2 separate regions of the Gossypium arboreum genome follow, and region 2 is linked to region 1. The links are chromatin contacts, called in public Hi-C maps. All regions are on one chromosome and are shown on one strand. The core of a region is the stretch at or near the end of the contact, and the rest is flanking DNA. Distances in the headings are between cores, read along the strand shown. Region 1 overlaps LOC108453973 (heterogeneous nuclear ribonucleoprotein 1). Region 2 has its middle 9.9 kb from the start of LOC108457390.

Region 1 (6,179 bases), core at 1,740-4,239:
CCCAATTAATGGGTAAACGATATTCTCTCATTGACATTACATGATAGATGAAAAAGTAAACATGGTCACAAGTCATTTATCTTTGTGATAAATGACTTAATTACTATTTTATAATAATTGAATTTTCATGAAGGAAGATGTAATGGTTACCATGAGATAAAATAGAATCATATTGAGAGAATAAATTTATCCCAAAGAGATTAAGGATATCCTATGAGGGTAACACACTTATGACAAGATTATTAGACAAACACTGATTAAATAACTTTCGTAATGGTATGTAATTGAGGAGAGCTCAGTCGTGATACTACAGTGAAATGACATTTTAACTAAATAGTTTATTATTAGAAGGTGAAAATCTAGAATTTAATTATAAATTATTTGAGCTATAATTAAATATGTTCAATCGGTCCCTCTGCTAGCTCGTTGAAACCAGAAATGAATTGCATGTAGAACCAAATGAACAAAAATGGATGAAAATAATGAAGTTGGAGAAATGGGTCACATTTACAAATGAATTTTTTTCTCACTAAGTATAAAATGACTTGAGAAGTAATTTAAGTTTTTGAATTATTAATTATTTAATTAAATAATTGAAGTTTGAAAATAAAATTAATTAGTCATTGTGAATCAATCGAATATGAAAATCAAATATATTTCCTCGTAGATTCTTTTATGGTAAAAATGCAATGACTTTAACGTAATTAGAATTGGGTTGAGAAAATTATTTAATTGGAAAAATAATTTATCTAATTAAATTAATTAAATAAATCATATTTATTTTGAGAAATAAAAACATGTATTGGGTTGGATTAAATTATAAAATATTTTGAGAAATAGAAAACATATATTGGATTAGAAGCAAATATAATTGGACCCAATATAAGAGAGTCTCAAATCCCCTCATTATAAGAAAGAGGGGTGGCATCTCTAGTAGGGGTGAGTATTCGATCAAGTCGACTCGAATTGAGTCAAAAATTTTTAAGTTAGTCGAGTTAACAAATCCTATTTTAGCAACTGAACTCAATTTGAATTTTTTTCGAATCGAAACGAGTCGAGTCAAAAAATTTCGAGTCAAATCGAGTCGAGTTAATGAATCCTATTGTTTATACTTAATATTATGTTTAGATAGACTGATTATTTAACTAGTAAACGAAGTAAAAGATTATTTAACTACATGAACAATATAATGATTTTGCCTTTTAACTTATTAGGTAAACATTTATCAAGACGACGTAGTTTTGCCTTTTAATTTAATTATTTTGAATTTTAACTTTTAAAAAAGTAAATATTTATCCAAACGACGTAGTTTTGTAGTTTCTTATTCGGAGTTTTGGATAACTCGAATTGTATAATTCATATTCGAATTAAATCGAAAAACTTAATTTTTTATTCGAGTTGATAAACGACGTAGTTTTGTCATTTCTTATTCAGATTTTCAGATAACTCGAATTATGTAATTCATATTCGAGTTAAATTGAAAAACTTAATTTTTTATTCGAGTTGATCCGAAAACTTGATTAACTCAAATAACTGGAACTATTTAATTCAAAAATTTGAATTTTTTATCGAGTTTTTCAAATCGAATCGGATTTTACTCACCCCTAATCTCTAGTATTATTTACTAGGGTGTGTTACCCACCCCATTCTACTTAGAGTAGAATATTGTTTTCTATTAAATAAATATTATTTGTGTTTTACTAATTCAGTTAGAATTTTCCTATTTCTCCTTGTAAATAGATGATGCAAGTAGAGCTTGATGGAAAATCGGGTTTGGAAAACACAATGAAAAATAGATTTGAGAAAAATCAGAGTTTTAGTTTTTTTTTTTTAAAACTAGAACTTGGTTGTGATATCTAAAGTAATAAACACTTAATTAAAATTATACATTTTCGATTCGTCTAGGATAAGCGCTTTAACTAGTAGTCTCCTTCAATATCTACAAACTCAAGTTTGCCGAGTGTGGGCTTGTTTCAAAAAAAAAAAAAGAGATTCATAAAAATTACCAGTGAGATAATTTTACAATTTATCTAAACTTTTAGGCCAAGTTGTAAATAAGAAAAATATCTCTAAAAATTTTCTAAAATAATTTCTTTAGAGAATTTTCTCTCTACAGTTTTCTTTTGAATTTAAGTATGTGAAAAATAATGATCCAAGACTCTATTTATATAGGAAGAGTTTAGAGAGGTCAATTATAGTTAAACTTAATTACACATGTGATAATATACTTGTTGCGTAAAATTTTGAAAATAACATAATTTAACTTAATGGATTTAACAATTATCATTTATATCAAGATTAAAATTTCAAATTCAAAATTACAATGACTAAAAATAATCAAATTAGAATTTAAAGACTAAATACACAATTTACTCATAATACAAACATTAATAGCAGAAATTGACCTAAAACCTATCAACGCGTTACAAATAAAAAGCACCAAGACTATTCAACCCAGTTTTCAAAATCTAGTCCTATGACTTGTGTTGTTTAAATTCTTGTTAATACTAGGTTTTGAGTTCTCGACAACTCCTTTTTTTTTTTGCCCTTTAAATAAAAGGAAAAAAACTTTTCAAGGTATAAGTTGAAGATGTATCTTGGTGATAGAATAACCATTCTCTTACCTCTAGGTTCATAGTCTTAATATGAATGATATTATAAGAATTGGTTTGATGATTAATGGTTGTTTAAAATAATTTTAAAAATAATAAAAACATAATCATTTTTATACAAATTATAAAAATTAAATTAAATGTTTAAACTAATTTAAATTGATTTAACTATAAATTATATAAATTAAATTAAATATTTAAACTAACTTAAATTTGATTTAACTAAAAATTATAAAAATAAAAGTAAATATTTAAACTAACTTAAATTAGATTTAACTATAAATGTGGATGAATTAGAGCAGAGACCATAAAGGTTGGGCTTTTGATGGTAACACATTCCTCGGACCACAGATTCCAATAAGAGAAGCAAACAATCATGGATGGAAACAGAACACAAATTCCGCAGCCGTGATATGGTGTTATAATCGTATCCAAGTTTCACAAACTGCTATTGGACAGAAGAGTAGCAATATGCACAAGTTGATAGCTTTATTATGCTTTGTATTTAGAAATGGCACAATGATTATTTAACATTTAACATTTATATATTCTATTAATTTAATCCTTAATTTTTAAAAAGTTAAATTTGACAATTAACCTTTAAAAATAATCAAATTACTTTTTTTTCTTACAAAATACAGACTAAAACATTAAATATTTAAATATGATAATTGTTCTCACATTGGGATAAACACTTTTTGTTTGAGTTAGTCCATGAAATTTCTTTGAAAAATGTTGAACCAAAAAAAATTCCAGACCCCAATTTAAAATAATCGCTTAATTTAGACTTTAATGTAAAAATAATTACCAAGTTTAGATATCCACCGGATTGAATATAACAACCCTCCCCCAACGTTATATAGCTATAACGAGGGCTGCCTTTCTCTCTCTACCGCTGTGTCTATCTCCGTCAAGTGTACTCCCGCCACGCAACTCTCACAAGAATCAGAATCGTGTGACAAAACCCTCGACCAGTGTATCCGGTATGTAGAAGTCTTGAACCTGGCATCAAAGAAAGTAACTTTCAGTATGGAATGCCTCACTCAATGAGGAAGTATATTCATTACATTTGTAAGCTCTCTATGTAGCGATTGAACCCATGCTTGTTATCAAAAATTTCGTTCTCCTTAAAATTAAAAAATCATAGACAAATTCAAAAATAATTACCAAGTTTAGATATGAATATAAACAAATAATAATAATAATAAGGCCATGACTGAGAACCACTGCTAAGTTGAAGCACAAAAATATTAACCAAAAACACATGATGAGGAAGGGATTTCTCCCAAAATAAGATATTTAAGGGCAATGCTAAAGTTATGGTGTTTAGCAGAGAACTCATGAGATATTTTGGAAAATTATGTGGTGGTAAAAAAGAAAGCTTGTCTATATTCATATTCATATTGACTTACATTTTATATTTGTTTAATATAATATATCACATAGTTATGTTTTTATGGCAATGTTGATCGGATATTTACTTTAAAAATAATTAGTTCAATTGTAAAAATAATAATATCTTATAAAAATATTTTTTATTTAAAAAAAAAGTCATGCTAATTTTTTCCCAAAAAGGGTAAAGAAAGAGAAATAGAAGCTTGGTAAAGCAAAAGGGAAATAAGAGCTGACATATATATATAAAAAAATGTTTGCTGTTTTGGCTGCTGTATTCATTCAAGAATCGATCTCACAGCTAGGGAAGTTTGCATTTTAATATCAACTAAAAGAGAAATACAAAATCAGACCACTTAGCTCTCACAGTTTAGCTTATATTAAACTAAATTTTAAAAGAGTAAAATGGATACTCAAATCCTTAGAAAGTTGAAACCTCAAATTCTGAAAAAGACTCCCAAAAATAAACAACAGAGAAACTAAACTAAGGAATAATGAACATAAGAAAAGAGCTACAATAGTACAAATTGAGACAACATTTTGTAACCTCTCAACAGAGATCTTCCCAGTTTGCCTATCTTCCATAGGGATGGTATCGACCACTTCCCGCACCACTATACCCCCCTCGACTTCCATAGAAAGAACTCCCTCCTGCAGCACCACCACCGTAGCCGCCACCAAGGCCTGCATCGTAGCTACTACCATATCCACCACCAGCAGCTCCAGCACCGTATCCCCCATAAAACTCACCTGGGCCTCCGTAGCCACTTCCCATGTCATACCCTCTGTTGAAATTTCCTCCATAGCGACCCGAGTATCCAAGAGACGGCTCTCCTCTGTATGGCCCTATACCACCACTGCCACCACCACCATAACCTCCATAACTGCCAAACTCACCACCCCCATATGCCCCATAACCACCAGCTCGACCCCCATAAGCACCACTTGATCTATTATAACCACCACCAAATCCACCACCTCCATATCTACCATAACCATCTCCAAATCCGCCACCATATGCAGTCCTAGAATCATTATATCGTTTGGATGGAGGTGGGGGAGGATTTGGTTTCTTCGGCTCTGCCCTTTTTATCTCCACCTACAAGTAAAGGGATACATCATGACACTCATTTTAGGGTTTACTCTTAAAACTGCAAATATAAAAAGAATTATTGCTAATATAATAGAATCTTAAGAAGCATTTCTTTAGGGTCTAAAACTAGACATCAAAGCAAAACGGTACAAGCACAAGGAAATGCTATCACTTGGCAACAGCACAGAGGGGAAAAAAAAGCAATAGCCCACAAAAAACGGTTTGATCAATATTTCACAAAAAACACCTTCATGACAAGGACTTTGCATGTTAATAATTATCAACAAGTAGAGACTTATTTGATTGATGGTCAATAATTGTAAGAAGAAAATATACATAAATCTAATCAATTTAATCGGCAATGCATATACCTGTGCACCGGCAAACTCAATCTTGTTTCCCTTCTCCAAAAGATCATCAACTGCTTGCTCAGTTTCAAAAGTGATGAACCCAAAACCACGAGAACGATTGGTAGCATGATCCCGCATGATTTGGTGTTCTCGGACTACTCCATATTGTGTAAAGAAGTCCTTGAACTCATCTGCCAATTTGCACCAAATAGATTAACACTTGCAACAAAAATCAAAGATGAATCAAGACCACATCGGTTAGACGGCCTCGAGCTTCAATGTCATACACATTAAAGGCAGAAAAAGAATGGTATCACCTTCGGATACGGTTGAAGGAATTCCACCTACAAAAATCTTCCTAGTCTTGAAATCCTTACTTCCAGCAGCACCCTTTGGTATTGTTCTCTTAATCTCCACCTAATAGGCCAAAAATATCGAGACAAAGAACAGTACCTCAAGTCAAAAACAAAGCTGCATCCACCAGACTACAATAAGGAAACATAACAATCAAATTAACATTGCGACTAAAGCTAATTCTTACTTGTTTCCCATTAATAATATGAGTCTCCTCGATGACTTTATCAACTACAGAAGGCTCTGCATAAGTCACAAACCCAAACCCACGAGGCTGTCCCGTTTTCCGGTCCTTCATTATCACAGAATCCGTAATTTCACCATATTTACCGAAATGCTCAATAAATTGTGCTGCATAAAATATATAAAACAACCGAA
Region 2 (6,285 bases), core at 487-2,986, 43 kb before region 1:
TACTTTCGGTAATGTTAAAAATAGTAATAACGATGAAACTATTTACTATAATTGTGAGGTAAAAGATTCCACCGCACCCCAACCACCGTCTATCCAAAAAAGGACTTTATAATTAAAATTGTAAGCTTTCATTCCCATTTTTTACTTTTATTTGTCAAACAAATTATACTATAATTTAATTAATTGTAATTTATTGTATATTAATTATTGTTTACTATATGCACATATTTAAATAAAATTATACAATTAAAACAAAATGTATGCCTTTATTGGAAAATATTATCACTGATGAATTGCTATTAAACATTAATGCATATGTTCATATTATGATTGAAGATGTTATTACTTATATGTGTATATTATTAATCATTTTTTAATTCTAATTTATAATTCATAATATTGTTAATATTTTGAGTTAATAGGATGATATTGAATTAGACCTTTTGAAAAAAAATTTATATATTAATTATATTAGTACTTTTTAATTAATTATGTTTTAATTATTACATGTATATTGTAATTTTATTTTGAATATCAATTTATAAATATTTATTATTTTTTATATATATTTTTGAATAATCTCATTATAGGTTTCTAATAATAAATATTTATTACATATATATTTTATTATATATTTTAAATATTAATTTAAAAAAGTACAAGATAGAATCAATAACTTATGCAGCGTACAAAGACTTATAGTAAAATTTGACTAATTCCTAGCTTCAAATTTATACGGTAACATAAAATGATAATTTTCATAAAAAAAACATAAATTAATATTTTATTTAAAAAGAGTTTATTTAGATGAAAATAAAAAATATTATAATAATTTCCAAAAATAAAAATAATTATTTTTTAAAATTTAAAATTTAGAATTTATCTACGAATGAGAATAATATTTTTTAATATTAATCTTATTATAAGTTCTATTCTTTTCAATATAATACCTAAAATTACATATAATCATTCCCTAACTTTTAAATAAAATAATACAGCACATTTAAATTTATATCTTATTGCATTAGCAACAATAATGATTCTAATACTCAATCTGGTGTGGGAATAATATTTTAAACAGCATTGAATCATGCATTAATGGTAGGAAACAAGTAGATTGGTGGTGTAAGAATTAGATGCTAAAAATAACTCACCTTTTCCAATTTTAAATGTTGGAAGGTAAAATATTAATAGTACTCACATGAAATTTTCATTAATTTTTAATTTGAGGGGAACGAGGAAAGCTTCTTCACATGTTGGCACATGGACGGCTGTCATTATATTCCCGTGCACCCGTGGGTGACATAATAAAACAACCCAAATTATTTTAGGGGCACCCTCTCTTTGATTAAGTTGTAATTAATCACCGGGGGTAATTTTGTATTTTCAAGATTGACCCTAATCTCTTTTGACAAGAGGACCTTAAGACACATGGGCCCACTATGCCACGCTGGAGGGTCCCACAATGCTTTTGGGAGGGGCATATTATTTTCCTTCATTAATTATGTTCTTTAATATTTTCTTAATTAGGTGTCCATATTTTTGCATTATTAATAAAATAATTAATTGAAAAGAAGAAAGGTGGGGTTTTAGGGACAAAATCTTTCTTCTTTTTAAGGTACATCTCGAAATGGGGCCCATTTCAGAATTTTATGACGATCTGACGGTGACCGAGGAATGTATGTAAATTTGGACGGTCCCTAGAAGATCATGCCAACCGTCTCAATCACGATTCCAGATGATGACACGTGTAATTATTAGGCTGTTAGGCAGACAAGGGTCCTAATGGGTAGGACCCAAGTTGCCATCCAATGGAGAAGAAGTCAAGAACATGTTGCAACAATCATTTTCAGTGTGCAATGTATGCAATCATTTTCTCCCTCCATCCATCATTGCTATTTCCCTACGAAATAAAATTTATATATATATTTTAATAGTAAAATATTTATACTATTAATTGAGAGAATATATATTCGAATTTTAGAGATAATATTATTAAGAGAATTACAAATATTTAAAAAATTAGTGTTCTTTATGGACATAAAAGATACATAAATAAAGTTTGTGATGAAATAAGTTGAAATATATATATTTAAGTAAAGTATTGAACTGGGATAGATGTAGGAAAAATTACTCATCTCACCTTATTACCATCTCTAAGAGAACTATAAATTATCATTCGTACACTAAGTTTTTTAGTATCTTCTATTTTTATTTTACAGTTCGTGTTCGTGATTTATAATTGTCCTTTTTAATAATATTGTTTTCAAAGTTTGAATTTATATTTTTTAAGTGTAATGTTTATTTTATAGTAAAATTTATTAAATTAAATTCAAAATAAATAATAATAATAATAATAATATTATTATTATTATTATTATTATTATTATTATTGTTGTTGTTATAGGAAAAATATTATTGTTGGTATTATTATAGTTAGTTATGTCTCAAGGAAAAAAGGGGAAGTTGTTACGTTTTGTAGCAACATATTAAGAATGGTTATAATTGTAATGATTCTTTTCATCTTGATTTGTTTTTGACTGCTTTTTTTCATGTTGGTTTTTGAGTGTTGGATTTGGTATGTAAAGGTCGGTCAAATTTCAATAAAATTATTTTAATTTGATTTTTAATATTTAATTTATAATATTAATATAAAAACAATTTTATCATCCTTCTAAATAGTGAATCGACTTTTTGAATCAAAGCTTATGTATTAATATATATTTAACTAATTCTTTTTTAAATTTACGTTCTCTTACATTGGTATCAATATTCATGTCAATCGAGCTAAAACTCAACCGATTCCATGGTATTGCTTTACATATGATAATCAATTACGTGACATCCATTAATATATATATATATATATCATATCTGAAAATATACAATATATATATATATATATATATAAATTAATAAAAATAAAACTTTTGTATTTTCATAACATATACATTATAAAAACATTATATAAAATATAAAAATTCAAAATTATATATCTACATGAAGATCTGAAAAAATTAAATTCAAATTTCAAAATTTTTATAATATATAAATTATATGGAATAAAGATTAACATTAAATAAAATATAAAAAATAAAAAATTATATAGAAATAAAAAATTTATATAAAACTCAAAAAATATTTAAATTTAAAAATTAAATATTTCTCACAATATATCAATTATATAAAATATAAAATATAAAACATTATATAAAATATAAAAATTGAAAAATATAAAAAATCAAAAGTATATGAAAATTTTAAAAAATTATATATATATTTTTACTAAATTTAAAAATTCAAAAGTTTCTTATTGTAACACTCCCAACCCGCCTAGAAGTGTAGATGAATTGAATGCTACATTGATCACCAAGTGATCGTGAGAAAATCTTACAAAAACCAGTCACTCTTAATTCAATTTCTGAAAACATTAATATCAAGTATTTAAAACCAGAATAATAAACAATTAAGTCTTAAAGCCAAAATAGTACCACAGAATTAAAACTTTACATTTCAAATGAATAACAAAATAAAAATTCGAAATCACAAACTAATGGTTTATACTGCCTGAGTCCTCCACATGCCGAGCCCAGCATCCAAAATTCTGAAGTGTACCTAAAAGGGGAAACAGAAGAAGGGGGTAAGCTATACGAGTTTAGTGTGAGATTAAACCAACAAGCTACCGTAGCAGAAACAGATACAGTAAACCTGAAAACAGTTCAGCAGCGGACCACACTTACAGAGCGACTATAACAAAACAGACCATATGTAACTTTACAGTCATATGGCTCTATTAGACCCAATAACGGTAATTCTCAATAGTCACAAACAGGGCTTAAACCCTTTTCTAGAATCAAAATCGGTTGGGCCTTAACCTATCACACAAGGTTCCTTTAGACACGAGTGTCTTTCAGTCAAATAATACAATCAGAATTCTCAATCAATCAGACAGTCAAATATTTCAGTCAAATAGTCAAACAGATACTGCAGTCACAGAATCACACAGATGCATATGAATGCAAATGAGTTATAAAATAACCCACCCATCCAACCAACACACCATTTCCGTCCAACCCTACACATCCTGTGGGGATTTAATCGACCCACCTATCCCTGCACTTCGAACAGAACCTCGAAAAGCCCATCCAACCTTATACACCACAAAACGTCATCCCGGGTTGCCCAGCAATGATGATCATCAATATTGTCGTCGACCCTCAAGGTATTGGGACCGCCCACGACCCTCTGGGTATTAGGGCTATCAGTAAGCTGTACGGTACCGTGCGGAAGACCGCGGTACAGACATGTAATATAATAGTCAGATCAGATATGTTACGCAGCAATGCTAACATATAAGCTGTACTGTGCTAAGCGGTGAATCGCAGTATAGACGTGTAGTATAACTGCCAGATCAAATAATGGTACGTAGCGTAGCTATCGTACACGCAATACAGTGCAAGGTGGTAAACCGCTATACCGTTATCAATACTGTCCACAACCCTCAGGGTATTGGGACCGCCCACGACCCTTTGGGTATTAGGGGCTATCAGAATGCAGATAAACTGCCAAATCGTAAATATTCTTTCTCTTCAACATTCCACCAAAAAAGGTTTATGCAGATGAATTTATGCAAATGTATGAATGCCGATACACCAGTTCAGAACACAATCTCAGACAGACATTCAAAAACAATTGCTTGCAACTAGTCAATCAATTACAGAAACATGCACACTTGTGCACTCAGATTTAGTACCTAACATGTCACACTTCAATCATGAAAAGTACATTAATCGAGGTCAGAACAGAGTCGTAATCACCCTAAGTAATCTTAGTCGAGAGGTTGGGACAAATCGATTTGCATTCCAGATCAAGTTGACGTAAATGTAGTATTTGGTGAGTTAGGGCCACACGCCTATGTGATCCGGTCGTGTGGAGCAGTCTAGGCCGTGTGGGGGTCCAAATGCTCTTGTAAGGAGTAACACACGGCCGTGTGCCTACGTCACATGGTCGTGTGGTGCAGAGGCACTGCCGTGGGAGTAGGTCGTGTAACTCACTGTCCAAATCCTCTAATTTTAGAAACAGAACAGTCACGGCCGTATGAAGGTGTCACATACCCATATGGCAATCAGACACGATTGTGTATCCCATAACACATGCCCGTATGGAATCCTTAGGCCCCAAATCAGCTACACAGCCGTGTGTCCCGAAACACACGCCCGTGTGAGAACTCTAAAATCCCCAAAACAGTCACACGGCCGAGTGGCCAGGCCTTGTGACCCCAAAACTCAAAATCCCTAATTACCGAACCCACACGCCTATATACCCATGCGACACGCCCATGTGGTTTTCGAAAAAAATCCCCAAACCCGTGTGGCACCCAATTTGGCCTGGAACCCTAATTTCCCAAATCTACACGGGCGTGTGTTTCGGCAAACGCCTGTGTAGTCATCGAAGAAGCCACGAAACCACCTCGAGTCAACCTCTTTTTCGTTATTTTCACCACCGAAACGATCCCAAAACCTCACCCTGTCAAAAAGGAGTGATTTCTCAGAACTCCTATCATCTAAAGGCTTAAAAATGAAGGATTAATGCAAAAAGCCATAGGGAAAGGGATTCACGAATCAATATATAATCGATTGAAGTAGGAAAGGAAATAAAAACATAAAGTAAAAGATTAGTTTTGAATCCCACGCTTGTAAATTGTGATCTGAGATGGCAATAGAGGAGCGAAAATCTTAAAACCCCAAGTCAGAACCGAGGATTCCCCAAAAAGAAAGGAAGAGGGAGAGGAGAAGAGCAGAGAAAAATGTCCAAAAATAACCAAAATAGAAATAAAAATAAAAATAATCACAATAATATAATTTCTTAGCACAATATTTAATAATTATAATTACTTATAATTATTAACTAAAAAGGAATGAATCAAAAATAAAAAGGTTCTCTAAAACACGTATCCTAAGGCTTGAACCCAGAACCTCAAGGTACACTAACTCTCCACTTATCCACCAGGCCAGCAAGCCCATTTTGTCACTAAAGCGCACAACTAATCACTTAAGTGCCACCACCTCACTGCCCCTATGCTCAAAACCCAAAACTTCTAGGCCCAAAATTCGGGGCGTTACACTTATAATATATAAATTATAAAAATAGAGTTGTTGGAATATGGTTCTAGCTACAAGAGCAAATTCAACTTATGTTCTAGGTAACCTCCCTAATCTAGTCTAAGACATTTGGACCCGAATTCAGGAGATTACATTGGCCACCAAAATGACCTAGCAGAATTAT

Evidence for each region. Hi-C and Micro-C count contacts between places; a contact is called where the count stands out from the background.
Region 2: a contact with region 1 is called in a Hi-C map of leaf, with 1.7 times the contacts expected there. The contact joins two enhancer-like sites. A contact is called at or near these places in 3 of 5 Hi-C or Micro-C datasets (all in leaf).

Annotation. Positions count from the first base shown.
Region 1 is chr9:11,165,276-11,171,454 of ASM2569848v2, reverse strand. LOC108453973 (heterogeneous nuclear ribonucleoprotein 1) reads right to left here. Exons shown (of 5, transcript XM_017752245.2): 2 at 5,989-6,152; 3 at 5,765-5,864; 4 at 5,469-5,638; 5 at 4,361-5,103. The coding sequence ends at 4,579. Among protein-coding and RNA genes, the nearest start is that of LOC108453973, 4.0 kb to the right of the region's middle. Within about 2 kb of position 2,989, at least 1 of the 2 cell types and tissues checked has an H3K27ac peak or open chromatin away from gene starts, as enhancers often do. A contact at or near this core is called in leaf, where this site is marked.
Region 2 is chr9:11,206,867-11,213,151 of ASM2569848v2, reverse strand. No RefSeq gene overlaps it. Among protein-coding and RNA genes, the nearest start is that of LOC108457390, 9.9 kb to the left of the region's middle. Within about 2 kb of position 1,736, at least 1 of the 2 cell types and tissues checked has an H3K27ac peak or open chromatin away from gene starts, as enhancers often do. A contact at or near this core is called in leaf, where this site is marked.